6 separate regions of the Mus musculus genome follow, and regions 1, 2, 3, 5 and 6 are each linked to region 4. The links are chromatin contacts, called in public ChIA-PET, HiChIP or PLAC-seq and promoter capture Hi-C maps. All regions are on one chromosome and are shown on one strand. Each heading gives the region's core, a stretch centred on a gene start, on an enhancer-like site or on the middle of the called end of the contact. The rest is flanking DNA. Distances are from core to core; before and after follow the strand shown.

Region 1 (4,536 bases), core at 1,979-4,478, 300 kb after region 4:
GTGTGTGTGTGTGTGTATGGGTGTGTGTGTGTGCGTTGTATGCGTGTGGGAGATCAGAAGGTAACTTGTTAAGAGTGGATTCTCAGACCGAAACTTAGGTTTGGCAACAAGTGCCTTTACCTAAACATTAACTCATCCACCAGCCTGAAATACGCTCTTCATTAATAGTAGAATTTATTGGCTATTACATTTCCTCCACATCTTTGCCTTGAAATTTAAAGTTCAAATAAACATGTTTCATATATGACCAACACATAAATACATAGGTGTGTGTATATTATATATTTCTGGTCATGTATTTTCCCCCATTTTTCTATTTTTGCTTTTAGTATTCAACAACACCTGTGCCGGTGGATGCTAAAGAAAGGAAATGTAAAGTGTGCTTTTGGTTTAGTTTGGTTTTTTTGAGACAGTCTCCATATTTAGGTACATACTAGGCTTTAACTCTGATTTATCCCAGACTTCACCTCAAACTCAAAATTCTTCTACCTCTAGTGGAAATACCAGTAGAGTAAGCCATTATGCTTGGCTCTTAGCATATTTTAACTACATTTATTTTGTGTATTTGTGTGGGGGGAGCTGGAGAACAACCTGTGGGAATCGGTTCTCTTTACGCTGTGTAGGTCCTAGTGACTGGCCTCGGGTCCGCAGACCTCTTTACCTGCAGGCTTCTTAACCTTCAGAGCTGTCTCCCTGACTTGGAAATGTATTGTTTAAAATCCAGGCGACCCTATTTTGAGAGAACACAGGTTGTTTGAATGTTGACAACTTATGCTCTATACGTGTAAAACCTGTGACTTTTATCTGAATGTAGAACTTCAGTTTTATACTCACATTTCACATTATACACATTCAAACACTCCAATTTATTTTTTAAAGATTTATTTATTTATTTATGTTTATTCATATGAGTACACTGCAGCTGTCTTCAGACACACCAGAAGAGGGCATCAGATCCCATTACAGATGGTTGTGAGCCACCATGTGGTTGCTGGGAATTGAACTCAGGACCTCTGGAAGAGCAGTCAGTGCTCTTAAATGCTATGCCATCTCTCCGGCCCCCCAATTTATTATTTTTAAATCATAGGTTTATATGGAATTTATTGAATGAGAGGGGTACCTAAGCCTGTGTTTTATTGCCACCAAGAAGTAAGAGTTACCACCTCAAAATGCCACTTTTTTTTTCCTTTGTCTTTTTTGCTTGAGATGGGGATCTTGCCATGTATTCCTGGAGTCCTCCTGCCGAGCTCGCCACCTCAGCCTCCTAAGTCCCAGATTCCCTGTGTGTCCTCTTTCTCAGCCACAAACAGCAACTTCTTTCCTGACGCATTCCCTTTGTATTCCTTTTGTATATAATTACTTTGAGGTAGAATCCAACCTTGAGTGGTTCTTAAATTATGTCCTTGTGCTAAGGCTGTATTTCAAGACTTGAGGTTAAAATCTCGGGTTATTACAGAAACAATACCTGTGATATGTTCAAGATTAAAGGCCTATGTTTGTGTATGTATAGGACTCAAATAGAGTGAACTTTGGCAGCATAGTATGTATTTAAAGGGTACTATATCAATGCAACATTCAGAAAACAGTTCTGCAGATATGTTTAGCTTTTGCTCAAGGGTTGTGATGATGTTATAATTTTTACAATTATATTATTTTTTAAAAAGTCATTTTTCTTGAGGTAGAACCATTCTCTTGGTTTACGGGGGTATTTTCCTTGTCCATAGTCAAAGGGAAGCAAGAACTAGAAAATGCTGTTGTCTTAGAAACAGATTTGTGTTTCACCACTAGAGGATGTCAAGTCCTTTTTATTAGAATATTATTTTGAGCAAATTCCTAGGTCATCACATCACAAAACTAGGAGCTGGAATTCTGTGTGTCACCTAGTATGATTCCAAGCTATGGAAATCAGCTACACAGAGCAAATCCCATTTGCCAACCTCCTTTAAAAAGACCACAGAGCTAAAGTTTCATGCTGCTTTTGATTAATCTGTGATGCCCAAAGTCTGATGTGCAAGGAATAAATTAATGCCCATATGTTTTGGTGAGATCTGTTGCCATTCTATTGGAAGATATTACTTACAACCTAGAATGGAGTTTGTTTGTTGTTGTTGTTTTTAAAAATCAGGATTCTTGGTGGAAAGACTTAGACTCCCCCCCTCCCCCTTTTTTTTAACATTTATTTATTTTATGTATATGAGTACACTGTCACTGTCTTCAGATATACCAGAAGAGGCCATCAGATCCTATTACAGATGGTTGTGAGCCACCATGTGGGTGCTGGGAATTGGAACTTGGGACCTCTAGAAGAGCAGTCACTGCTCTTAACCACTGAGCCATCTCTCCAGCCCAGACTTAGACTTTCTTACTGTGGTCATGTATCTTGTATGAAATTTTCCAGAGTAAAAAGTGATCTTTATTTAAGCCAGAAGGGCCTCTGTTGTCCCCAAATAAGCATAGAAAGTAGACACTCAGGTTGTGCTTATGCTGTGACGTAAGCCCCTCCCTATTGAAATTCAGATCCTAGAAGCTAGAATTGCTGCTGCTTCAGGGGGCAAACTTCACATCTCGCTAAGTCAGTGGTTCTCTCCTGAGAACCACTGGTAAGTTGAAGAGAAGTCAGCTGTTGTCATAGCTTAGGTATGTGTGTGAAACGCAAATTTACACTGGCATGGTCTCTAAAGAATTCACACACTTGTGTCATGATACCTGAAAACAAATTATTCGAAGAGCTTTAAAAAACATACTCAAGTCTTGTTAGTACAAGAACTAAAGACATCGAGGCTTAGACTAATTTAACCAAGAATGTGTACTTTCCATGGGTTATTAAAATGACGGAGTTTGGAAGGTTGATGAATATGATCTTTGAGTTTAGTAAGGAAATCCACAGGCCAATGTGTACGGGTCGTGAGGGTTCAGTGGAGGAAGGATGGACCACTCTGGCTGTGGTCATCCCGGAGCACCTGCTGCAGCTAGCACTTAACCGCCAAACAACAGGGAGTGATGTGTGGTCAGAGGGAGGAGGAGGGGAAATAAAGGCATACAGGAGAGGAGCTAAAGTTTCTTGACAGGACAAATGTGAAAGGCTCAAAGTGAGTGTTCAGGGAAATCAGTTAGGCATGATGGATATGTTGAGGCCAAAGGTCAAGCCAAGAGGCTAGAACAGTATTGTTGGAGCAGGAAGGCTTGTCTTGATAAAGCTTTGTTAATCAGAATTAAAGAGCTGGGTTGCACAATTAGCACAAACACACCCTCTCCTAGGGAGGTCCTTTTCCTCCTACCCTGCCCATTTGGGACAGCTGTGCTTGAGTTCGGGAGGTGCCGGTTTGCTCTGGAACCTGGAAGGAGAGCTTCTTTTCAGAGCAGCTGTGTAGACCAGATGGAGGAAGAAAGGAGAGAGAGTTTGGTCTCCAGACTTAACTCTGAGGTCCCTGGATAGAGCTAGGTAGGCACTGGCCTGTCAGTGGGTATAAAAAAAGGAGGCCGGTTTGGGACTCTGAGATGTCAGAGGATCACAGGTAAAAAGAAGACACAAGGCGATCCACTTTTAATTGGTTCATTAGTTTAAGCTTGACCCGAACATATTAGTGAGTACAACTGAGTAAAAGAAAAGGTGGAAAAGTGTCAGTAGTGATGCCAGATAGTTAACTGGTGAACCTGCAGGAACAGACACGAGGTCAGGTCTGAAGGCCACTCCAGGAAAGATCAGAAAGAAAAACTGCAGACAGGATAGACAACCATTCAAAATGGAGGAGGGACAGACAGCCAAGTCAGAGAAGTGAGAGATGCCCAAGAGGGACAAAAAGGTCAAACATTCCAAAACTGAAATGATATTTTAAAGCCATTACTTTGGATTGAGGTTTCCACTGGTTTCTCCTAGCAGAGGAATTTCAGTTGGTCCAAGAGTTGGGGGCACATCCTTTATAATAATGATTAATAGATTGAGCATTGGAAAGATGAGATAGCCCAGTAGACCGTTCCATAAAAGTTGCCAGAAAAAAAAAATCAATACATTAGAAATTCTCGAATAAGTAGAGGTGGGTTTTTTGTTTTTGGTTTTTTTGTTTTTTGTTTTGTTTTGTTTTGTTTTTTCTGAGACAGGGTTTCTCTGTATAGCCCTGGCTGTCCTGGAACTCACTTTGTAGACCAGGCTGGCCTCGAACTCAGAAATCTGCCTGCCTCTGCCTCCCGAGTGTTGGGATTTAAGGCATGCCCGGCTAGTAAAGGAGTTTTTAATTGTTTTTTAAATGTGTTGTTTCAGTAGACTGTCAACGTAGCTATAGATGTATAACCATCACTGTCGATAGGGCTTAGAGTCTTGTCTTCCAGAGCTCCCTCTGGCTCATTTCCCACCCACTGATCTATTTTCCATCTTTGCTTTGACTTTTCCCAGAGTCTTAAGTGGAAGCATACCATGTAACCTTTGCAGGGGTGCCGCCCCCCGCCCCCACAGCCTAATGTATTTGAGATCTGAGCACACCGTGATGTGCATTGGTAGTTCCCTGCCCTAGCACCTAGTGCTTCCCTGTCCCCAACTTA
Region 2 (4,984 bases), core at 521-3,020, 360 kb before region 4:
ATGTGTAAAAGCAAAACAATTGGGGGGGCATATTCATTAAATGAAATATAAAAACTCTAACTTGCTCATTGAAAACTAAGTACTTGTAGAGGAAACAAAGACACTTTATTTTCTTATTCTGCAGGAGTATTTCTAATATAATAAGACACCGAGACTGTGTTTAGCTCAAAGTCTATATGGTTGACTCCAAAGTTCAAAATTGCTTTGTTAGATGTAAGCCTTTGTCCCTGGACGGACAGGCTTCTGTCTCTTAGGAAAGAAAATTAAGTTGTATTTTCTATGTGGTGGTTCCTGAATGCAGAATTTTAGATCCGCTTTAATAAAACACGTGGCTGTGTAAGATTTTATGTTAGTAACGGTGATGGAAAGAACATTGATTTATTATTATTATTATTATCATTATTATTATTATAGAAAATTTATGATCACAAATTCAGCATCTATCAAAGAGTTTGGCCACAGTGCACCAAAAAAGCCTCCACCTACTGGGCAATGTTACGACAGGGCAAGATAAAAGCAAAGCTGGTTCCCTTCTTCCCATCACAACAAAAAGGTCGATAAAGCACACACTTGATATCAAACAGAGCTTCCTGCTGGCTTCAGTTACCTGGGAGTCTGGAGCCTGTGGTTTGAGTAATGTTCTGTCCACAATGCCGGGCAGCAGAAGCATAGAGAGAATGTCGGGCTTCCAGCCGGCTGAGCGAGCGCCTAACAACTTCAGACTCATTCTTTATTCTCCATCAGAAACGATAGCAAATGTGTTAAAAGGAAAAAAAAAAGTATTCACCGATCTTCTGATGTTGCCTTTTTTGGTGCTAGGAATTGTGTAACAGAGGTGATCCAGACGAGGTGATCCGCCCTTGAGCTACCTTCCAGGGTCATGTAAGTTTGCAAAAGAACCGAAAAGGAAGAGTTTTGCATAGTTCCTCTTGAAAACAAATGGTTTTTGTTTGTTTGTTTTATGTTTGTTTGTTTGTTATTGTGGAAAATTCCTGAAGAAATAAGATAGAGGTTGCTGGGGTGGGCACTGCAGATGACCAGGTGAAAACAGGACCAAACAGAGTACACATGTGCAGCATAAGTGCAAACATTGTAACTTTTATCTCTTTGATCCTGAGAAATTTTGTCAAAGTAATGACGTTAATATTTTTAAACTCTATATTTTGGTATGCAATAGGACATTTATCCTAGAGTCCATAAGAATGATTTTTTTAAATATGAATGCTTATATCAGTACTAAAGAGGACTCTGCTTGAATCCTCAGGTACTTACCTCATTTTCAAGTGTATCAATTAAAAAGATTACATAATAGGTGCTCTGAGTGGACACATAATTTTCTCACCATTTCTAAACATTCCTACCAAAAGTATAACGTTTAGCTGCCACCCAAACGGTGGAAATGCATATGTACATCTGCGACTTACAAACTGTGTTTTGAGAAACGCTTGTGAGGGAATGCTGCAGCTGCTGATAGGTTGACCTTTAGATTAAAGGAAGGAGAAGACAAACAAAATTCTGGCATGACTGAAACAGAGTGGTAGAAGCCCCGGAGAAGGACCACCAGGGGGCAGCATCCTCAAGCGGTTGTGATGGGGTGAGGCGCCCCCCCCCCCCCCCGCAAGGTTGTTGGTTAGCTCCAGCTATTTAGAACCAGAACCGTTTTCTGATTTCCAAGTTAAAACCCCTAAGTACAAAAACATGTGTCCCCACCCCCAATGTGAAACGGACGAAATTCAAAAGCAAAAATAATACTTTATGCAGCTCAGCATGTACCCTACATCGTTCTGAGCGATGTACATGGATCAAGCAGCTGCCATGACAACCTTTGCAGTGTAAACACTGTTGCTAGTACATTAAAATCACGTGTGCATTTATATGATGCATTGTCTATGATTTTTAATTGAAATTTACAAATGAGGAAACCGGGACACAGAAGTTTATCACGTGCTCATGCCATACAAATACCAAATACCAAGTACCAGAGCTGAGATTCGGACCAAAAGCTCTGGCCCAGAGATCAGATCTGAGACTGAGCCAACAGACTGAGGCTCTCAAGGCAGTGTTTCCTTGTTGGCGCACTATCAAGTTCAGCTACCAGCGCAAGGTCCAACTTATGGCCTTGTCTGGAACACAGCTTCTGTGTGCTGAATCTCTTGAAAACACTTCCCCCGAAAGTTTTACCCCAACAATGCTGCTTTCTTCGTAATCGTGGCTAAATTCTCAGCTCTGGCCAACCAGCATTGAGTATCCAGCAAGGATTTTACTTTAGTAGTTCTGGTATCTTGTTCATCACAGATGGTTCTTCATCCCCAGCTAACCAAAACTACAGATCCTTCACACAAAATGTCCTGTAGAGTCTTTTCTTCCCGCTGACACTGCACAAGCTAGGCCTCCAGGTTTTTTTTTTTTTTTTACTGTTTGCAGCAAGCTCTTACAGAAGTGACTCAATGGCTTTTCTAGCCCCAAGTTTCACAGAACAGTTCATCCTCAAAAGCAGTGAGGACAGGAACTCAAACAGGGCAGGAGTTCATTCAGGGCAGGAGCTGATACAGAGCATGGAGGGGTGCGGCTTACTGGCTTGCTCCTCATGGCTTGCTCAGCCTGCTTTCTTGTAGGAGGCCAGGGATGGTGCCACCTACAGTGGCTGGGCCCGGCTCCATTGGTCACTAATTGAGAAAATGCCTTACAGCTGGATCTTAAGAGTCATTGTCTCAAGTGAGGCTCCCTCCTCTCTGATTCCTCTAGCTTGGGTCAAGTTGACATAAAACCAGCCAACATTTGGGTCTGACCTGCTTCAGGGATGTCTTAGTTACCTTTGTATTGTTGAAAAGGGATCATGACCAAATGTTTTCTCTTAGAAAAGAAGACATTTCACTGGGTGCTGGCTTACAGCTTCAGAGGATTGGTCTTTTGTCACCATGGCAGGGAGCATGGCAGCAGGCAGGCAAGCAGGCAGCTTTACATCCTGTTCCACGGGCATCAAGAAGACAGAGGGAGAGACACAGGGCCCAGTGTAGGCTTTTGCAGTCTCAAAGTCCACTCTCAGTAAGACAACACCTCCTAATCCCCCTAAGCCTTCTCGGTTTCATAACCTGGTGACTAAGAATTGAAATTTGGAAGCCCGCGAGAGCCATTTTCGTGTAAATCACCATAAGGAGAGATGGGTATCAAACATGAGAGGGGTCACCGTGCTTCTGCGGTTTTCTCAGATACCACAAGCTTGCACATCTCAGATCTCCAAGCTCCACATGGAGGGAGACCATGTTTGAGGATAGTATATCTATCTAAGGCAGTATAACATCTAAGACAGATATATCTAATATATGTATAATATATATCTAACATAGATAATATATGTATAATATCTAAGATAGGTATAACACCTAAGGCATCTGGGACTGAAATAAAAAATTTAGTAAGGGAGACTTGATTTTTGTGTTTTAGAAATGGAGAAAGGATGGATCCTATTTGAATGCTGAGCCAAAGTACACCTCTAGCAAGTGAGATTAGCCTTGGACATGTTTTTAAATAGTAGCATGAAAGATTAGAAACATGACCACCTTTAAGTTCACAGATGCTAGCGGGGAGGGAAAGCAAGCCTACATTTTGGAGTGTGTATTAGGAACAACATGTTTTGAAAAGTTAGCAAAGGCAAGTGAGGAGAGCAAGATGACACTAAAGAAAACTAGCATTCATCAAGACCATTACAGAGATGACAACTGCTTGCTGGTTAATGTTCATCTGGCTCAGACCAGCAGGTGCACATGTGTGGGTGCCAGAGGTCAACCTCCCACCATGACTCACTCTTGCTCCTGCATAGACCCCTATTATTGTCAATGAGAGAAACAGCTCGCCTCAACAAGATAAGAGATAGTTTATTCTAGAGCCAGTTATGAGTGACTATGGCTCAGGAACACAGATTTTACTTTCTCCAAATACCACGTTCCAACGAGGTAGCAATTTCGTGCTTTTCCAGAAATAGGGAACCCCAAATTAAGGTACTTTTTAAATGTATTAGTGCAAACATTTGATAAGCAGGTTACAACAAAGAGGTGGACTTTTTGGAATACCTTAGATGCTATCCAGTGATGCTACTAGCTTTTGGGTTGGTAGAAGCCAATAGTCTGTAAGTTCATTCATTCAAGGTTCTACCTTGAAGTCACAAGGACAGGAACAGAAAAAACAAAACAAAAAGAAGACAAAACAAAAAACAAAAAACAAAACAAACAGACAGGAACAGAAAAAAACAAAACAAAAAAAGACAAACAAACAAAAAAACAAAAAAACCCCACATCAGCGGGAGGTCTGAAGATGACTCAAGATAAAGTTTAATTAGGGTCTGAACCTGCAACACACTGCTGGATTCACAGTCTCCAAATTTCTAAAGTTAACCAGCCTCGCTGAAGGGTCAGTGAAAGGTGGTTTCCTTCACAGCAAGCAACAGGATGTGTTTGTTTAAACAGCTGAGACTTAGACTTACTTAATGCCAGGAATCTGCTCTGCGCTCACTCAGAGCATGGTGATAGTGGTGTGGTTTAGAGCCTGACCTTAAACTTAGAGATCTGGGAGTTTCGGAGAAACTGAAAACAGACACGTTAGTGACTAAAGAGAAAGGTGAAGATATGGACAAGTGAACAAAAACGCCCAGAATTCAAGGTCAGACAGTGGGACCGGGAGATAGGGATGGTTTCAAAACTAAACTCGTAGGGCATTCAGAGGGACAGGAAGAACTCGGTGCAGGAGAGGAGAGCACAAATGCTTCAACAAATGCTGAGTGTGTGTGATTACTGAAGGAGCTTCCGTCTCTCTGTTAAGCACCCACCTAGCATGTAGAAATAAGCCTAATCTGCATGAAAAGAGGTTACTGCACTCAAGAATGCCACTTCTGATGGGAAAGGTTGCTGGGAATTAAGGAGCATTATCCATGCTAGTCAGGGGACTTTCTTCCACAGGATACATTTAGTTCCAGATTAGACATGGAATT
Region 3 (4,477 bases), core at 1,057-3,556, 460 kb after region 4:
ACTAGGCTGAAAAATTTTTGAGACAGGGTCTCATGGAACTCAGGTTATCTACAAACTTGTGTAGCTGATGTGCAGACACTTAAAAACAAAAATCCACTAACTTATAGGTCATAAAACATTACTGCAGCATTCATTTGTGTATTAGTAAGGTTGGCAACTTTACAATCTATATTTCTTCTTGGAAAATTTTCTATTTTTAGGAAATGTCCAACTTTCCATTTGGATCTTTCCACGTATGACAATTTATGGTGGCATTTCAGGTTTTGAAAAATCAAATAAAATGAATATCTATTAAACAAGAACCTTGAAGCTTGGTTTAAAAAACATCACATATAAAATAAATCTAGTTCATCTTTTATTTCTTTAAGAAATTATTCACATACATTTGCCTAAGTGTATGGAGTGGTTATATGCTACAACTCCCTGTAGACAGGGTCAGAGGACAACCTTTAGGAATCTGTTCTGTCCTTCTGCTGTGAAGTTTTCAACAGGGAAGACTGCTTGGACATGGTTTTAAGGCAATGGAAAGTATATTAGCTGTCTGAGTGTTCCAGATCCGAGTGTGTAGTCCTTGGCTTTATCAGGGTGAGAGGCACAAAAACCGTGTTCTGGGTTGACAGACTTCATTTAAGAAAAGCAGTTAACTAGATGTGGACTACAGATGCCCAAACACAAGCTTCTTCGCACACATACACTTCCCCAGAGCTATAGACCTCGATGAATTAGGTCTTTGTTTCCTTTTGGCAGATAGGACTGCCTACATGCTGAGTTTTACAGCCTGAATAGTACTTCTGCCATGGAGGGAGTTGTCTTGGGCCCTACTACACTTCTACCATAAAGGTCCCAGGGATTGAACTCAGGTTGTATTGGGCTTGGGAGCGGTTCCTTGACCGTCTGAGCTCCTTACAGAGGCTCAACCTGTTTGTTAGACATCCACTTATTTATTTGTTCCCATGTCTTCCTTCTTTGGTAACACATTGATTTATTTGAGGTCAAAGTTAGGTTAGGAAGGTGTACTTCTGTGGCTGAACAATTGTGTAGCGCGTACCAGGCAGGTTCTGCGGGTTCAGTGCCCAGCACAGGGGATCTAATGAGCGAAAAATTATATTGCCTTAGATGAAAAGATAACTTTCCAACATATACTAGAATTGCACAGGACTTAATAGCTTCAAAGTGATTAGATTTTGGTATTTTGAATAGATTAAGAGCTATTGGCCCCTGCTGTCTCATTAATATAAAATAGCACAGTTGTGCTGTCTTTGTGCTTCATGTAAATACAGCTCACCTACTTGACAAGTATTTTCTGAGCTCCTACTTTATGCTTTAGACCTATCAGGGTCCCGCATATAGCGCAGATCATAGCTTCCACCATGGTAGTGGGAGCTGGGTGCGGAGCAATTGCCCAATTAAAATACAATCAAAATCAGGATTCATTGGTCAGTCAGGTACTTCCTCCACTGTGGAGTGGATTGTGAGGACAGGCTGCCCTGAACAAGGTTAAAGATCAGAATCAAACTCTAATGCTGAACTTAACTGACAGGCTGCCAATTACAGCTTTGAAATCCTTCAAGGAATTTAACGTTGTCCTAAAATATCACACCGTAATAACGGCTTTAGTCCCTTGAGTGGTCCTGCTTTGGTAAGAACAGCAGGTAAATATGTCTGCAACTTGCTTCAATTCAATCCTGGCTTCTTCGTTTATAATCTGATTCTGGCAGATCCAGTTAGGGCGTGAGGTTTCCGGATCCGTACAAAACTCTGAGAAAGCCTCAGGGGCCAGGCTCCGGCGCCCGGGAAGTTAAGAGCCATTCCGTGACGCAGTCGCCCAGCCGATCCAAGTCTCACGATCGGCCCGGGAGGGGGCGGGGGGCGAGTTCACCCGAAGCCACTCGGCAGAGACTGCCTTGTAACTGTCATGTTAGGCGTCCGAGGGACGGCGCTTCCGGGCAGACGCAGCCCTGCGTCGTCGGTTTTCCGGCCTTTTCCTCAGTGAGAGAGCTTCTGGCGTGCTCTGGGTCGCCGCCTCAGAAGGAGCCAGGCTCGCTAACAGCGGCTCGGAAGTCAGGGGACATCAGTCTCGACTGTTCTTCGAACAAAGCCGAGCCGCCTGCGGAGAAGCCAGCCAGCCCTTCAGGGCCCGCCCCACCCTTGTCCCACCCCCTGTCGGCTACACCTCGCGAGACCGGGCAACGAGACTTCCCAGAAAGCCTTGGGCTACACTCAACCGCGGTTCGCCAGTCGCGCCTGGGCGGGACGGTGGGAGGGGCCTGCCTAGCGATTTAGCGGCCTGGAAGGCCACGCCCCAAGTCGGAAGTGACGGAGCCGAGCTAGCGCGACGAGGCCGCCTCTATGGTCTTCCTCTCCTTCTGGAGTCGGGAAATGGCCGCTGTGTAGTTAGCACGGAGGTAAACCCTGCACGCACATCGTGCTTCGGCGTGTCAGGTAGGCCTCGCGCCGCATTCGAGTCACTCAAAGGAGAAAGCCGAGGCGACAGGGCGGTTGGGTATCGACAACTCTGACGCGTGGTGACGGGTCGGCGGCGGGAACGGGGACCCCGAGCCGTTACTCGTGCGTTTTCCTCCTCGCTCCCTCGGGTCTGGAAGGCGCCGCGGGCCGCCGGGGTGGGGGGATGGGGGAGCTGCGCCACCAGCGGGCCGGGCTGCGAACCTGGCTCGGGGCCGGAGCCCGGGAGGCCTCGGCGTGCGCGTGCGCAAACCGCTCGCCGACCCTTCCCCCACGGCCTCGGCTGGGACTCCTGCGCGCGCCCGGCCCAGGGCTCTGCGCACGCGTGCTTTTTTCCCCTTTCTTCCCTGCCCATGGCAACGCCGCCGCGTGTGTTAGTTTCCGAGCCTTGCTTGTTGTTGGCCTTGGGGGAGGCGTCTTCCTTCCTGGTCCTAGCCTTTGGGACTCGGAGGAGATAACGGCGAGCTGCGACAAAGTTAAGCAACGGAATCAGCCACGTCGTGCGTGGCGGTTAAGCCGCCTCCCTCGCCTCTATGGGGTACATATGTCGGTTTAGGCCAGGCTTAATCAGATGAAGGCTTTCGATCTGTTTGTAGCAGACACCTGGGTGTTGGCGCCAAAGTTTTTCGTTTTGGCTCCCTACCAACTCACTGTTGTAGCCGATCAGTAGGTGCGTAGTTCCAGTTTCTAGCGGGATGCGACTAAGAGAGGGGCCCTTTCTCAGTAATCCAAGCGCTGACATACCTTTTTTTTTTTTTTTTTTTCTTGTTTTTCCAGACAGGGTTTCTCTGTGTAGCCCTGGCTGTCCTGGAACTCACTCTGTAGACCAGGCTGGCCTCGAACAGAAATCCGCCTGCCTCTGCCTCCCAAGTGTTGGGATTAAAGGCGTGCGCCACCACCGCCCCGGCTACCTTTTTTGGTAAGAGTTAGCACACTTTAGAAATTGAGGATATTGGCAGCGGTGATTGGGGGGATAAATGGGTGAAGGAAGAAGGTTATAGTTCTGTCACTCAGTGCTGGCCTTGAACTCCCAGTTAATCTCCTGCCTTAGCTTCGGGAGTGGTGGGATAATAGTATTTTTTTTTCGTCACTTCTTCGTCACCCCAGCTGAGTTTTAAGATTTGTTTTCTTGGTCTGGGGAGTGACCAGAATATTGGATTTCTGTACCCTAGACGATCTTCTTGGGTCCAAGTGGCTTCGAACTACGGGTTCTCCATGTATATATGTGTTTGGGTTATAGATGTGCAAATTCATACCCAACATATTTTAAGTTTATCTAGTTAAAGTGAGGACCTGTACTTTCTACCTTTAAATTTAAAGTTTTCTATTAGAATTGAAAAGGAGAAAAATTGAAAGGGAAAAAAAACCTGTTAGTCACTTCAGACTCACATCCTGTTGGTACAGCATATATATTTTTGTATTAAAAGGGAATCGTAGAACAAAATGTCTTGTCCTCACTATGAGCTTGTATTCTAGATTAGCCCTAACTGGGATAGTTGGTACTGTTACGCAATAAAGGACCTTTAAAGACTTACCAGTTTGCATTTTTTGTGTGATTCTAACCAAATTCAGGGTAGTGTGCTGGGAAGGATGTCTCTAAAGTCGTTTTTAGTAAACAGCTGAGATTTCCAGTGTTGGAATAACAGGCTCCAGCCACCATACATACCCAGTGTATGTGGTGCTGAGAATCAAACCCGGGGCTTTGTGTGTGCTGAAAAGCTCTGTCAGCTAAGCATATCCCCTGTCCTAGAGTTGACTTTTGTCTTAGAAAGCAGAAGTTAATTTTAGGACTTGAAAGCCGATCTGGAAAAAGCACTGCTTTTTAGGCTAGTATCTAGTTGAATTTATTGAAAAACTTATTGTGGGGAGCAAGCAAACTAAGCTGCATTAGATTATCTGTGATGTAAAATAAGTGGAGAAAGCTTTTTCCAGTTGTTTATATAGATCTTTTGATTGGTAATTCCCAGGAACTGTATTTGAAATCATTGATGGAATACTATCCACTATCTGAAAT
Region 4 (4,438 bases), core at 330-2,829:
TTCCTCTAGCCAGGGCGAAGGCCAGGGGGAGATCAGATGCTCTCTGGGTAGGCTCCTTGGGGTCCCTGAAGCCTGCACGGAGGCCACCTGGGAGGGTGGTTCCCGCCCCGTGGGCACCGGAAGGGACAGGGAACCCCAGCTAGCGGCCTCAACCGAGTGCGGGCACGGCCCCGGAAAGAGTGTTTCCCCTCTGCCCGCAGCTGGATTCCCCGGGGGTCCTCCCCGCCCCTCCTGCCCTTGAGCCCCGGGGCGGTTCCTTTTGCCTAGGGCCCGGGTACTGAGCCCAGGTTGCTCAGGCTTCACTCCCGTCTCTCCAGCTCCCCAACCCCGCGTGATCCGAGGAAGTTCCCGGCCCCCTTCCTTCCGGCTCAGTGCAGGGCTGGACTCCAGTTCTCTGCGCTGGCGACTCTCCATCCCTCCTGAGGAAGGGGCTGAACAAGAAAGACCCGGGTGGGGGAGGAAAGGGGTGGGGGTGGGGTGGCGGAAGCCTGGACACCTGGGGGGCAGGGCTGATGGAGGAGGCTTGAAGGCTGAGAGAGGCTGCGCTGGGTCTCAGAAGAAAAGTCCCTTTTGTGATCCCAAGGACCACTCAAAGCTCCCTGCCTCAGTATCCCCATCTGGCAGTGAGGGCGTTGCACCGAGTGGTCCCAGCGGTCTCTACCGGGTGGGTTGGGTGGACCAGGGTTGACGCGGGTCCCGCTCACCTGCCAGGGCGGCGCCGCAGGTGGTGATGAGCACGGCCGCTAGCACTCCGGGCGAGGGCGCGCCGTTCTTGAGCACCAGCACACCGATGAGCATGGTGACTAGGGGCAGGCAGCGCTTGAAGACTACGTACATGGGCAGGCTGAGGCCGCGCAGCGACCAGAGAGTGAGACTGGACTGCAGCGTGGAGAGCACGGCAACCCCAGCGAAGGAGCGAGCTAGGCTCAGGCCGAAGGGGGGCACGGCAATGAGCCCCAGGCGCCGCAGCAGCTCCAGGCTCAGCGCGGCGGTGGAGCTGGTCAGGCACTGCACCAGGGTCAGGAAGGAGAACTGGTAGCGGCTGATGAGGAACTTGAGCAGGATGTTGAGGGAGCCAGAAAAGACCCCGTGCGCGATCGCCACCGAGATGCCCAGCACGCGGCCCCGGCACAGCTGCCGCATCGCGCCGGCCCCGCCGTACCCCGCCGTGGCGGAGCTCGAGACTCGCAGGAGGTCGGCGGGGAGGCGCAGAGCGAGGGCAGCGGGGGCGCGGGCCGGGCGGCGGGACGAAGCGAAGGGCAGGGAGTGCGGGCTGGGCTGCGGAGGGCAGCTCCAGCCGGGCGTCCTCCCGGCTCAGCAGCTCCGCGTGCGACTGCCCCGCAGATGCCGGGAGGCGGGGGCGGGGGACTCCGAAAAGTGGCAGGGGTGGGGGACGGGTGTGAGAGGAGTGGCGGGAATCCTAGAGACCGCGACTTGGAAGTAGGTGAGGATCCCTGATGAGCTGTGTCCCGTGTGGTTCCTGGGTCAGAAGGATGCTCTGCGGAGTGCGGACTGGACCTGCTGAGGCGGCTGCCGCGGGGCGGGTGGAGCCTGCTTCCCTGGGGCATCCAGCGCCCACCGGGGTCGGCTCTCCGGGCGCGGCACCTCCTCCCTTCCCACAGTGGCAGAGCAGCGGGGTGCGTGCTGGGGGATCCCCTGCACAGCTAAAGACGGTATTAGAAACAACGCTCCAGCACTGAGCACCGTTCATTGGTCGCAACAAGTGACGGCGCCCCCAGCCCGGTGGCCCGCGAGTTGCAGCGGATTTTCCACCCACGGTCTCTCTCAGCGCTGCACGGGAAATGAGACACGTCGGTGCTGGAGGGCGGCGGGCCCCCTGACATTAGATCCCAGGGCCTTAAAAGAACCAGCTGCTGGGGAGTGCTTTGGAGCCCCGAAGTTGGCCTTTTCTGGTGCCAGGCTGTGAGCTTGGGTTCTGCGCCCCTCCCAGAAAAGGTCCTGAGATCCTGCGTGGCGCTGCAGGAGCTTTCCTTATGGAGAATGGCGTCTGGGCATCGGGTCGTGGGAATGGAGGGACACACTTAATTTAGGCAAAGATATAAAATAGGCAAAAGCAGACACTAACCGAGGGCAAGCTGATAGTACTAGCAGTGAAGGAGCGTGAGGGGAAGGAGCCCAGAGGCCAGGTAGAGATAGATGGACTGCTGAAATGACGAAAGGGAGAAAGCAGAGGGTGTGTGACGCAAGGATGAACCATAGACACTCCACCCTGTCCAGGTGTTCCGGAGAACGGTTTTTGAATTCCAGGGAACCGGCTTCAGATAGTAGGATTGTGTGGGTACCACTTTCCCTCGCCAGAGAGCACTCCTCTGCCCCATTGTGAAAAGTGCGCATGTGTTCCTCCCTACTTTACCTTTTGTGACTACCCCCACCCCCACTCGCTCCAGGTCCTTCCACCCCCACCCCAGTGAGGCTTTGATCTGAATTCACTTGCAGGCAAGTTACGTTCTGACCCTCAGAAAACTCAGCAGCGCAGAGCCACTAGCTTGGCTTCTGTAATTGCCAGCTACAGTCGTTTTTTTTTTTTTTTTTTTTTTTTTCCCATGCTATTTAAAATTTATAGTGATGTCCAAGCTTCCGCTGAGAAGCTAAGGATTTGAGGTCTCTGGTCTCTGTGTCACGTCCCTTTCAGTCACTGGGGTCTCATCTCTTAACGACTGGAATTTCAAACCTTTAAACACCACATCTCCTTGCCTGGGCACATGGGTACATTTCCTCGAAATCTTTTATCTTTATGGTTTTCCACTTCTATGATGCACCCAACCGTGGGGTACAGATGTAGAAACGGATTATAAGCTCAGCAGGAGGAAGAAATTGGAACAGGAATTAGAACCAGGTTCACTGCAGTTTCTCATGTGGGCCAGCTTTTGTATTGTGGGTGCTCTCGTGAGAAAGCACACCATCTCAGCCATAGGCAGGCTTAGGCTAGCGCCCAGCACAGCCACCTGCTGTGTCCCTGACAGGTGTGCACTCAGGTAAGTATGGGTCCCCGCAAAGCTGACTTTGCAGGAATAACCCCTAGCTGCACTGTGCTTCAAAGTTTCCGGTTCCCCAGTAGCTCTTGGGCTTTGGTTCCCCTGGGAACGCTTCAGTTTTATTACTGTAAGCTGTGGTTACACACTACTAGCTATTTAAGAGACTCTGGTTGACAAGGGTTTAGGAAAGGCTGAGGTAGTCATACAAATTATGAGTATAGTTTAAGAGTATATTCAAAATATACAGGGATCAAGACTGAACGTGAACTTTTTTTTTAACTAAGATTTTCAATAGGAGATTCCCGTTTCTCCTGACCACTCCAATTAACTGGGCCGCTGCTGCAAGCCATCCTATTATAAGAGAATGTTATAAAGAAGAGCCCCTACAGCCCTAGCTCTGAATGATTCATTTCTGCCAGCAATTATAATTACTTCCATTTTTGATACTAACATTAGTTGGAAGATTGGGGGCTGACTCAGCTACCTTACCCTTCTCATTTAGGCAAGACTACTTGGCTTAGTATTTCTGATCTACGAGGTATGAAACAGCAGATTTTCTCTGCTGTATTATATATAGTTCCCTAGTAGGACCTAACAAATTAACCCATCTCTAACAAAAGTTGTTACTAGGTAAGTTCCTAAAGAAAGTCAAGAAAAAGATAAATATCATAGTATATTTAGGAAGATCTGAGGTCACAAAGCCATCTGACCAATTGGAATCAAGTTACCAAAGGTCTAGACACACGTTCTTTATCTTTATAGCTACTCAATAAATATTAGTGGCATAAAATCAATCTTTCAGTTCACTCACTCAACAAATGTACTGAGCAACTATTTTATGCTAGGTAGTCAGTTGGGGGAGGATTCAAGAATGACTACTCTCAGCTGGCCTCTGGGGAAGCACCCATGGGGGGGGGGGGTGAGGGAGCACCAGGAAGAGACAAGAGCAGCAAGAGAAAGAACATCCAGGAAGGAAATTACATCAGCTTGACAAGGAGCAGAGATGGCTTTCAGGAGAAAGAAGTATGGTTCTAATTAAACGTACTTTATCCTTTTTAATTGTAAATGTGGCACATGCTCATTTGTTGTAGAACATATAAAGAAAACAAACTATAAATAACAAGCAAAGGCTGTCCTCAGTGTTCACCAGCTTCCACATCACACACTGCTCATAGCTGGCTGTCCTTCAGTCTTTTACACACGTACTCATATACAAACCCTTTTTATAAAGGAAAATTGGGAGATCGTTTATTTGGATGCTCATGAAGCTTGTTTTTAAAACACTTTGTGGTAATTAACTTTCAAGGTAGTCCCATTCCCAGTGAGCTCCCGTTTCCTTATTCACATCCTTACTGACTTCTTCACTGGACTGAAGTTAGTCTTGGTGACCAATGCAACATAGCAGAAACAAGCATGTCACTCTGGAAGCTTCAGTCTTGGCT
Region 5 (4,408 bases), core at 1,904-4,403, 270 kb after region 4:
TACTTTCTGAAGGAGGCCGACTGTGGTCCTAATAGAAAGCTGTCTCAGATAGGGACCACGGTGACCGTGAGGCCCAGGAAACAGGTGTTGTGGCCTGAGAAGGCAGGCAGGCCTTGAGGTAAGGGGTAGTTGCCAGAGAGGCTAGGTGTGCCCGTGCGGATCGTTCAGGAACAGAGAATAGGACAGATTGAGATACGGGGAACCAAGGTTGGATGGAGGGAACGGATGCATGACTTGCAGTTCATGCAGTCATTCAGCAAACACTGTCCATCTGCTGAATGCCAGGTGTCCGAGTTAGGGTTTTACTGCTGCGAACAGACACCATGACCAGTGCAAGTCTTACAAAGGACAACATCTAGTTGGGGCTGGCTTACAGGTTCAGAGACTCAGTCCATTATCATCAAGGAGGGAGCATGACAGAGTTCAGTCAGGCATGGTACAGAGAAGCTGAGAGTTCTGTGTCTTCATCTGAAGGCTGCTATGAGGAGACTGCTTCCAGGCAGCTAGGGTGAGGGTTTTATAGCCCATACCCACAGTGACACACCTACTCCAACAAGGCCGCACCTATTCTAACAGGGCCATACCTTTTAGTAGTGCCACTCCCTGGGCTGAGCATATATAAACCATCACACCAGGTCTGTTCCACATGCAGGGGTTACATCAGTGAATAAACTATAACTCTGTATCTCACCAAAGTTGACATTGTAGCAGAAGAGGAGGAGGAGGAGGACCAGGAGGAGCAGAAGAAGGATAAGAAAGAGGAGAAGAAGGAAGAGGAGGAGGAGAAAAGGAGGAGGAAGAGGAGAAGAGGAAGAAGAGGAGGAGGGGGAGAACTGTTAGCTATTAGATACATTGTAACCACCGCACATAGTCCCTCAGGCCATTATCTGTGTGTGTACTCATTCAGTCCTCAGGATGGCAGGACTAAAGGGTACTACTATTAGCAGCCATCTTTTCCAGATGAAGAAAGCAATACGTAGAGGGCTTGTGTAGCTTCCAAAGCCATGCACCCATGAAAGATGGAGTTGGGATTGATGCAGTCTGGCTCCAGGGTGGATAGTCTTAACCTCAGACTGCGAATGGAAAGGCAGGGGTGGAAGGCCACTGTTACCCATGCCGGGATGAAGGCTTCGATGGTGGCCGTGAGTTTATGATATTTACTTGTAGGTCAGGAATTGTCTAAATTCGCCACGTTCCAAAACGGTACAGCTTTCCAGTGCAGAAGATGTGGTCTGGTTTGTTTTGTTTTGTTTTGTTTTGTTTTGTTTCTTTGACTCCTGATGGACTGTGGCTCCACTCACTGGGTCCTCACTGTAGCTCCATTTTCCAAGAAAGTCATTTCTGTGACTGCTGAAATTCTGGTTACCGAATACACTTGTGGGATTAAACCCGGGCCTGGAATATCTCAAGCACGCGTTCTACCACTGGGCTATAGTTTATTATGAAATCCCTAAAATTGGAGGATTTTTTTCTAGATTATTTTCAGTGGATTATCTACATTTTTAAATAAAGCTCACTGGAATGTTTCCTATGAGAGAAAAGATGGAGGACCCAAATCCAGGGCAGCCTTAGAAAGAAGGCCTTGGACACCAAAAAGCTCCTGGAGTACCAGAAACTGCCAGCCAGAATCACACCCAAATGCTCAGATGCCAGCTGTGGGCTGCTCTGTTCAGGACACTGTGAATTCCTTACAGGGACGTCCATCTGTCGCACCACATGGCGACTTGGTGGCAGAACAGGTCTTCCTCCAGTTTACGGCTGATGTTCCAGCTTGGGGCAAGGGGGATACATAGTTAGGAGCTTGGATTAAGTTTGGGCTTGCCTTAGTCAGAGTCCTGGCTCCATCACTTCAAGGCTGTGCCATCTGAGTAAGATACTGACCTCCTCAGAGCCTGAGCTGCTTCACAAAGACTCATGTGCCATTGCTGACAGGAGTCACTGAGTCATGGGAAATTTAGGTCAAAATAAAAAACACTGTACAAATGCGAACTTGTTACCGCCAACCAACCTAATAATAGTTACCTAGTTTCTTTTTTTATTCCACAACCAGAGAGAAATAATTTCTCCCCCGCCCCACACATAACGTTTTTATTGATTCTCTGAGAGTTTCACATCCTGCACCTTGATCACAATCCTTTCTATGTAGACATTATTTTCTTAATGTTTTAAAACCTTTCTAGAGAAATATTTACATTTCATTCTACACTACAGAACAAACCCAAAGGGAATTGATTATCGGTTAGGTCCTTAGTCTATTAACCCATGAAAAGCTTTAATTTTTGGGTGTGTGTATCTCGTATGTGTGTGTTGTGTGTTCTGAAGTATATTATGGGATGTATGTTGCATGCACACAAGTGTGCAGGTGCATGCACACGTGGAGGTCAGAGGCTGGCCTTTGTCTTCCTCTGTTACTCTCTGACTTACTAACCTTAAGACCGTGTCTCTCACTGACCCGGAAGCTTGCTCTCTCAGCTAGGCTGACTGGCCAGTGCACTCTCGGGATCCACCAGTCTCTGCCTCATGATGCTGGGGTTACAGGCAAGTGAAGACAAGACCCCTCTTTCCGCGAGTGATAGGTCCTCATGCTTTCAAGAGAGTGTTCTTACCCACTGAGCCGTCTCCCTGGCCCCAGTTTTTATTGATTACAGTTTAACTTCTTTAAACTGTATCTCACCTTTCACAAATCGCTGACAGTTTAAGGAATAAAGACTAGGGAGAGGGTTCGGTGGACAAGAGCACTTTCTGTGAAAACGAGGAGCAGAGTTCAAATCCAAATCTCTAGCACTCATAAAAAGCTGAGTGTGGCGGGGCAGGCCTAGAACTCCAGCCCAAGGGGAGATGGAAGATCCTTGGAGATCATTGAGAGACCTTGCATTGATGTAATAAGGCAGCGAGTAAGAGAGGAAGATAGCCCAATATCTGCTTGTGGCCTTCACATGTGTGCATAGCTGCATATAACACACACACACACACCCCTGTGCACACAAGGCTAGAGAGGGCTTTTGCAGGAAAGCTGTGAATGCTGAATTTGTGGGAAAGGCTCACTGTCGAATGCTGCCATTGTTCTGAGGCAGGTTTACCCTGCAGAACATGCTGTCTCAGAAAGGAAAGCCCTCGAATGAGCTGACACAGAGGGGCGGGAGTTAGGGCAGAAATGATGATGACTAAGCGGATGTGGTAGCCTGGACGGGAAGCATTTCCCAGGGTAGAGACTGTGCTGTGTAGGACAGCCACACGCGCATCCAGGCAACATGCTGCTGCTGCTGCTGCTTTAAAGACAAAGCTGATGTCAAAAATAAATGCTTGCTCTCCTAGCAGTTCGCTCTCCTGATATTTCCCGGTGTTAGGAAGTTGCCTGTGAATCCTCCCTCTGGCTGTCATTCAGTTTGTGATGAGAAAAACACAAAGAGTGTAATTGTTCTCAGTGTAATTTTCAAATGTTTCTTTAATGACAGCCTTTAGGCCTTTCAATTTAGACTTTTCTCATGAGAACTTAAACAGGGGACCAAGCTCCCAAATCAAGAATATATGTGGAGAAGGTGAGGGTGTGTTTTGAAATTTTTCATGGAATTCTAATGATGGGAATTTTATTGGCCTGGTGGAGAAACTTAATTTTAATAATACAGTTAGAAAATGCAGTATGAACTAGAAATTAGCTTAATAAAAATTCTTGAAGTTTAATGAGGATTAGGTTTTCTTTACAGGCTCAGTGTGCCTTGCTCACATTAAAATAAAATAAAATAAAATAAAATAAAATAAAATAAAAATCACTTTGAAAGAGAGGTCTATTTAAATATGTGAACGTTTCCTTGGTTTGTTTTTTATAACTGATTACCCAGTTGTTGTTAAGGTGGGGTTCCAATGGTGGTGTCTAACCTGGCCCCTTTTACGACAGGGAGTTGACTTTAAAGGCCATGGAAGGGCCAGGCACACCTTTTGATAGATACACACAGCCAGGAGAGAGGTAGCCGGCTGGTACCCAGCTGAGCCTGGCCTAGAGAACCATGGTGTGTGAGTCCGGAAGACAGAAAGCTCCACGGTTCCTTCCATCTTTGCTCTTGCTTGGCTGCTGCTGTTCGTCTTGTGCTGCTCGTCTCTGCTCTATCTTCTTCTCTTTCCATTGTCATTCTCGACTCCCCTGCATCTACTCCCGTGTCCTTGGGTGCACCCCGACCCTGGGTTGTGACCTTTCTGCAGGCAGACTCGGAGATTAAGATTCCATGGCTCCGTGCCCCTCTCTCACCTTAGTGTCCAATTAAAATTCCCAACAGCAGGATTCTCACCGCCTCAACCTATCCCCATCTGGGCACAGCCCAAATGTGCCCTGGCTACCGACCAGCGTGGGCGTACGGCTGTTTCTCCAAAGACTGGTTACTTCTGGCAGCAGTGATGGCTACTAAGGGGAGCC
Region 6 (4,834 bases), core at 1,382-3,881, 320 kb after region 4:
GCTCAGTGCTATTCTTTTTTTTTGGGGGGGGGGGGTTTCGAGACAGGGTTTCTCTGTATAGCCCTGGCTGTCCTGGAGCTCACTTTGTAGACCAGGCTGGCCTCGAAAGGCTCAGTGCTATTCTGACACTCACTGTGACATTTCCAAAGGGCCTAGCACAGCCTCTGCTGTGGTAAAGCTGAGCATGTTTCCAGTCGGGGGTTCTTGCTCTATCGTTGGACACTTGGACTCATGGCTTCTTTAGAGCTGACTTCTGGCCCTTCATTCAGGGTTTCACTCCTTCCAGTAAAGGTTGTCAAAAATAGCTTATCGTGTTAAAGCAAACGCCTTCACTTAGGTGATTTTCACACAGATATAAACCATATTTCATGGTCTCTCAGGCTAGAGAGTGAAGAATCCACTCTGTCGTTGGGGGATTGCCTACTGACATGGACACAAAAGAAACCGAGTCACCAGCTGGGCATGGTGGATAATGACTTGGGTCCCGTGTCCTGTCGCTTCACTGCTCTTCCCTAAGCCCCGGCACATGAAGCTTCTTGGGGAAATCTGTTGTCAATGTGGATGAATTAAACTCCAAAGCCTTTGCTTTGCTGTGAGGCCTTGTGAACTCACCCTGGAAGTAAGGGAACCACAGTCTGTGTTTGCCTAACCCAGTAGCACATAGGCTAACACAATTCTCCTGGCCTTCTTTCAAGCCACCAGTCTGGATCTAAATGTGCACTCACTTAGTTAAATCACAAGCCTTTGGAGGGAAGGGTTTTTGAGAATTTGTCCATTTCCGTGGGGTTTGCTAGCCATTATACCCAGCACTGGGCAGGGAGGTGCAAATGAATGAAAACGGTGTGTCTCAAGAGGGTTTATAGTAGAGAAGAAAACACCTTGAAGATAAATGCAAAACACTGTGCTGGTTACAGTGGGTGTGCTGTAGATGTGGTAACCTTTTATTTATCAGCCACCTCTTATGAGCACTGTATTTGTTTAACCCTTACCCTCAACCTGATAAAATAGTCATCACCCAGCTGTCCAGAGAAAACTGGGCCACTAAGAAGAGTAAAGTACACTAGCCGAAGTTTGTTTCATACAAAAGACATGTTAGCTTACAGGCGATGCCACTAGACTCCTTCAGGGACCTAGCAATGACTCACTTCATCACCTGCTCCCAAGTGCAGGTGGCTCACCAGGTGACTTTTATAAAAAGGACTTTTTGATTTCCCAGCCAGTCTGCTGGCATCTCTTCCTGTCATCCTCTGTCCCCCACTTCTCTGCCCTCATGACTTTCCTCTAGTCTGTCTGCCTCCACCCCTTCTCCAGATCCTTACTCCCCTCCCTTCCCCCAAAGGCCTGTTACATGGTGTGATTTCTCAGGGGGCACCTTGGCATGGGACCCCAGGTCCCACACATATGCGGAGTTAGAATCTTTGACAGTGTGTAGGAGAGTCGTTTAGGGGGAAGGATTGCCTTTGACATTAGATTTAATTTGGATTAAAGGCCAAAAGAAAATAACTTTTTTTTCCTTCATTTAGCAATTAGCATTTTTGAATTGTTATTTGTTGCTATAAAAACTATTGATTAAAAAAAAATTACTGTACAAATTTGAAGCAACATAAAAATGGAAAGTCTTAAAATGAGCAAACTTACTTCAGAACGAAACAAAAATCATACGGCGGCTGCATGCTTCTGAGAGAATAGTCCTAAAGAACCGAAACTGGGTGACTAGCCGAGACCTGTTTGGCAGACGCCCGGGCATTGGGATAAGGAGAGCTGTCATGCAGTGGCAGGCAGCTGGGACTCCCCTCTTTGGCTTTGTCTCTGTCCTTTCAGCCTGACTTTCAGAGAAAGTGTTTTTAGTTGAAAGAGGCAGTCTCCAATTTCTGGTCTCCTTGGAGGGTTTCGGTATTGTGCTGGTGGGCCTCATGAACGAAGCGAACAGTGTATCTTGAGAGAGTTTATACATGAGTTGAGAACACATTGAAAATGAATTCGAAGCCCCATACATCAGGACAGATGCCACCAAGGCTCAGCCTATACAAACATGGGTGTTTGTGTCAGGAGAGTGAGGCAGCGGCGGCGGGATGCCTGCCTTATCTTTACTTACTGTAATAGACCACGAGGGAGGGGGAGAAGGAAACCCCTCTCCTGTCCTGAAGAATTAGCTGCTGCTCCTGCAGACGAACCCGTTTCTCCTGCTCCACCATTCCGCCGCTCAGCTCTGCCACCCAGAGGAGGAGGGAGCTGCCCTGTGCAGCTAAGCCTCTGCTGGTGGGTTCTGAGGACTGCATCCCAGGGCAGCTGGAACTGCTCCCAGCCTCCTTCATTAGGCTATGTCAGGGTTGTCAGGGCAACTGTTCACAGCAGGCATCATGTCATCTTTTGCCCTCCGCTGCATGCTGAATGTTTTGCTGTGCGGTAGCAAAAAGAAGACTGGGAAAGCTGGCTCTGATTGACCAAGGCTAGGCAGTCCAAGGGAGGCATCGGAACCTGCGTGCCTTTAATAGAGGCCTTCTGAAATGGGTGTGTGCGCGCGTGCGCGTGTGTGCATGTGCGAGAGTGTTTACTCACCAGCGCCTGTGCCTATTGGGGGGAATAAGTGGGAGGGGGCTGCTGCTAGGTGAGGGGCAGCAGCAGGACCTCAGTTGCCAAGTAGCTGGTAGTATCTGTCAGCTGTTCTCACTGTTTACCCATAGGGGATCTATTACAAGTGCTCAAATGAACAGGCAGCTTAGGAGCTAGCAGCTTCTGGGAGCTGCAATTACATAAGCATATATATTTAATATAATTGCCGAACAAGTAGCAGCGTTATGCCTGGGTCAGCTACAGCGATCCGACAAGAGAGACTGAAGAAGACTCCTGCAAGGACAATTCCCCTTGCTCTATTCACCATTAATGAGGAAGATGAGCTGCAGAAGAGTGGAAATGCCAGAAGACCCAAAGGTATGCATCAGCCCTACCCCTCACTGGAGCCGGATCCAGCACTGTTCTTACATTGATTATCGCACGGGTTCCGAACTGCACGCGCAATGCCTGCTTCTCGAGTATTCGTGACCTAACACAGCTTGCTGGTCACGCTCGCACACCCTCGGGGTATGGAGTCTGATGGAGTGGAAATAAATTTTGTAGGTTTGGTCTATTTCAGGTCAGCTTACTTTTTAAGACCCAAACTATTTTCCTAGTATAAAGGTCTTTAATATTCACTCCTTCATTTAAACAGGGGCCAGTGACTCTGACCTCGTGGGGGAATAAATTTGGCTTCAAGGGGTTTAAAGGAACAGTACCCTCACTTTCCTGTAGCCACGTCGGATCATTTCTGTTTACTTCAGTGAAATGAGCTTCTCTGTAAAAAGGACGGATTAGGTAAAGTGATTTTTTTTCCAGAGCTCCCTCCCCACGGGCAGAAGATGAGCATGCTTCCAGGTTCCTTCTACTCAGATGCTGAGGGAGAAGGAAGGCAGGCAGGCAAACTTGGGCAGCCAGGGAGAGGGAGCAGCATGAGGTCTCGCTTCTGACTGCTGCTGCTGAGTACTCTGTGCCACTTCAGACATGCTGGCTACAGAACACAGAGGTCTGAGCCTTGAGTGTCCCCTTGTGCTGATGACATGGCAGCAGCTGCTCAGGCTTCAATCCCATGGATGTCCTTCCGAGGTGTTGTCTCATAGCCACTCTCATGCATCTTTGAAGAAGGGCTTTTAGGATTGCACTTAAATTTTCCAGCATCCTGTAGGCGTCTTCCTGCAAGCTGTTCTCTCTAGCAGAAGAGGTACCTATCTGTTTATTTTTATGAGCTGTTTGGGTCTTATATTCTGTCACTGGCAAATTTTCTATCACCGACATTATCAAATTTTCCATAGTGTGGCTCTAGCCACTGACGCTTTGTTCCTAGCTCCAAAATGAACCATGTTGCTTTTGCTAAATATAATGGAAACTGTGTACTTTAAACCCAAAAGTAAGTTTTTCTTCCATTCTTGAAAAGAGTATTATCACTGCAGATGATTTCTGTTTGTTGTCGGGGTTTCTGTCGGAATGCCCAGTGACCTCAGAAACTCAGTGTTGCTGTAGAGGGGGGATATTTCTTCAGTTGCTCATGGGTTGACAGCTGAGTCCGAGCAGGCTGCTCTCAGTGAGACCCCTCCAAGGTGGTCAGCAGCCAGTCATTTATTCTCTGCAGAATTGGGAACTTTTTTTAAAGTTAATGCCAATTTGTTGAAGCATTCCCATGGTGTATTTGTCAAAACATCCTGGCTCGGTGAGTCTTCCCTGGAGTGTCCTGCAATTATCATTTTGGATAGCTACCCATTTTTTCTTACTTTTCATGACTTTTTCTTCCTGGCTTCTTTGTTTTTAATTTTCCTTCCAAATAAAACCTGTCCTTGGGTAGTTCCTTTAAAAGAAAAGGAGAGAGGGGAAAGTCAGTTCTAAAGATGTTTGGGTATCCACCAAGAATCTTAAACCAAGGAGTTCTGATCCCCTGCTGTTTATCCCTTTTTATGTCTGTGTGTGTGTGTTTGTGTGTGTGTGTGCGCGCGTGTGCGCGTGTGTGTGTGTGTGTGTGTACGTGTGCTTGATGGTTGGGATACATGGGGAGGATTCCATTCTATTAAGGATGACCAGGGTTTCTTTACATCCATATATGTCTCTAATTTATGACCTAGGAAACAAAATGAGCTGATGAATAATTCTGGATATCTCTGATTATGCTTAATGAATAAAAGCACTGTGGCTGTGGTTTTCGGTTTCTCTTCAAGCATCTGAGTAGCAGGAATGTCCATTTTCTAGTCCAGCTCTGCCTAGTAGAAAATCACAGCCGTGTTTCATTTCCGCACTGTCCAGTGTGATAGCC

Evidence for each region. Promoter capture Hi-C pulls out the DNA fragments that hold promoters and counts their contacts. ChIA-PET counts read pairs in DNA pulled down with a chosen protein or histone mark. HiChIP or PLAC-seq counts read pairs in DNA pulled down with a chosen protein or histone mark. Capture Hi-C pulls out chosen DNA fragments and counts their contacts.
Region 1: a contact with region 4 is called in a promoter capture Hi-C map of embryonic stem cells. The contact joins the enhancer-like site here to the promoter of Slc35d3 in region 4. A contact is called at or near these places in 8 of 39 promoter capture datasets (3T3-L1-derived adipocytes, the C10 cell line, the HPC-7 cell line and 4 more), 3 of 484 Hi-C or Micro-C datasets (bone marrow-derived macrophages and embryonic stem cells), 7 of 115 datasets of contacts at active chromatin or transcription factors (embryonic stem cells, memory CD8 T cells, neural tube and 2 more) and 3 of 9 other capture datasets (adipose tissue, liver and macrophages).
Region 2: a contact with region 4 is called in an RNA polymerase II ChIA-PET map of memory CD8 T cells, with 50 read pairs. The contact joins the enhancer-like site here to the promoter of Slc35d3 in region 4. A contact is called at or near these places in 1 of 39 promoter capture datasets (the C10 cell line), 3 of 115 datasets of contacts at active chromatin or transcription factors (memory CD8 T cells, pancreatic cancer cells and stem cell-derived neural progenitor cells) and 1 of 9 other capture datasets (adipose tissue).
Region 3: a FOXA1 HiChIP or PLAC-seq map of pancreatic cancer cells shows a contact between it and region 4. The contact joins the promoter of Bclaf1 here to the promoter of Slc35d3 in region 4. A contact is called at or near these places in 1 of 484 Hi-C or Micro-C datasets (embryonic stem cells) and 3 of 115 datasets of contacts at active chromatin or transcription factors (the 230-238 cell line, embryonic stem cells and pancreatic cancer cells).
Region 5: an RNA polymerase II ChIA-PET map of memory CD8 T cells shows a contact between it and region 4, with 82 read pairs. The contact joins the enhancer-like site here to the promoter of Slc35d3 in region 4. A contact is called at or near these places in 1 of 39 promoter capture datasets (liver), 1 of 15 datasets of contacts at CTCF or cohesin (large pre-B cells), 2 of 484 Hi-C or Micro-C datasets (both in embryonic stem cells), 11 of 115 datasets of contacts at active chromatin or transcription factors (acute myeloid leukemia, effector CD8 T cells, embryonic stem cells and 5 more) and 2 of 9 other capture datasets (embryonic stem cells and liver).
Region 6: a contact with region 4 is called in a promoter capture Hi-C map of liver. The contact joins the promoter of Map7 here to the promoter of Slc35d3 in region 4. A contact is called at or near these places in 1 of 115 datasets of contacts at active chromatin or transcription factors (embryonic stem cells) and 3 of 9 other capture datasets (adipose tissue, liver and macrophages).

The regions. Positions count from the first base shown.
Region 1 is chr10:20,150,508-20,155,043 of GRCm38.p6, forward strand. It overlaps a transcript of Map7 not described here. Among named protein-coding and RNA genes, the nearest start is that of Map7, 18 kb to the right of the region's middle. Within about 2 kb of position 3,229, at least 14 of the 459 cell types and tissues checked have an H3K27ac peak or open chromatin away from gene starts, as enhancers often do. A contact at or near this core is called in embryonic stem cells, where this site is marked.
Region 2 is chr10:19,490,136-19,495,119 of GRCm38.p6, forward strand. It overlaps Gm33104 (predicted gene, 33104), which reads left to right. Exons shown (of 4, transcript NR_152784.1): 2 at 820-882. Among named protein-coding and RNA genes, the nearest start is that of Gm33104, 5.9 kb to the left of the region's middle. Within about 2 kb of position 1,771, at least 26 of the 459 cell types and tissues checked have an H3K27ac peak or open chromatin away from gene starts, as enhancers often do. A contact at or near this core is called in memory CD8 T cells, where this site is marked.
Region 3 is chr10:20,310,163-20,314,639 of GRCm38.p6, forward strand. It overlaps Bclaf1 (BCL2-associated transcription factor 1), which reads left to right and starts at 2,307. Exons shown (of 13, transcript NM_001025392.1): 1 at 2,307-2,442.
Region 4 is chr10:19,849,880-19,854,317 of GRCm38.p6, forward strand. Slc35d3 (solute carrier family 35, member D3) reads right to left here and starts at 1,580. Exons shown (of 2, transcript NM_029529.3): 1 at 705-1,580. The coding sequence starts at 1,143.
Region 5 is chr10:20,120,423-20,124,830 of GRCm38.p6, forward strand. All of the region lies in intron 23 of Map3k5 (mitogen-activated protein kinase kinase kinase 5), which reads left to right. Among named protein-coding and RNA genes, the nearest start is that of Map7, 48 kb to the right of the region's middle. Within about 2 kb of position 3,154, at least 129 of the 459 cell types and tissues checked have an H3K27ac peak or open chromatin away from gene starts, as enhancers often do. A contact at or near this core is called in effector CD8 T cells, embryonic stem cells, memory CD8 T cells and 1 more, where this site is marked.
Region 6 is chr10:20,168,391-20,173,224 of GRCm38.p6, forward strand. Map7 (microtubule-associated protein 7) reads left to right here and starts at 2,632. Exons shown (of 18, transcript NM_001358787.1): 1 at 2,632-2,931. The coding sequence starts at 2,799. It overlaps Gm51795 (a long non-coding RNA gene), which reads right to left. Exons shown (of 2, transcript XR_003948992.1): 2 at 2,855-4,375.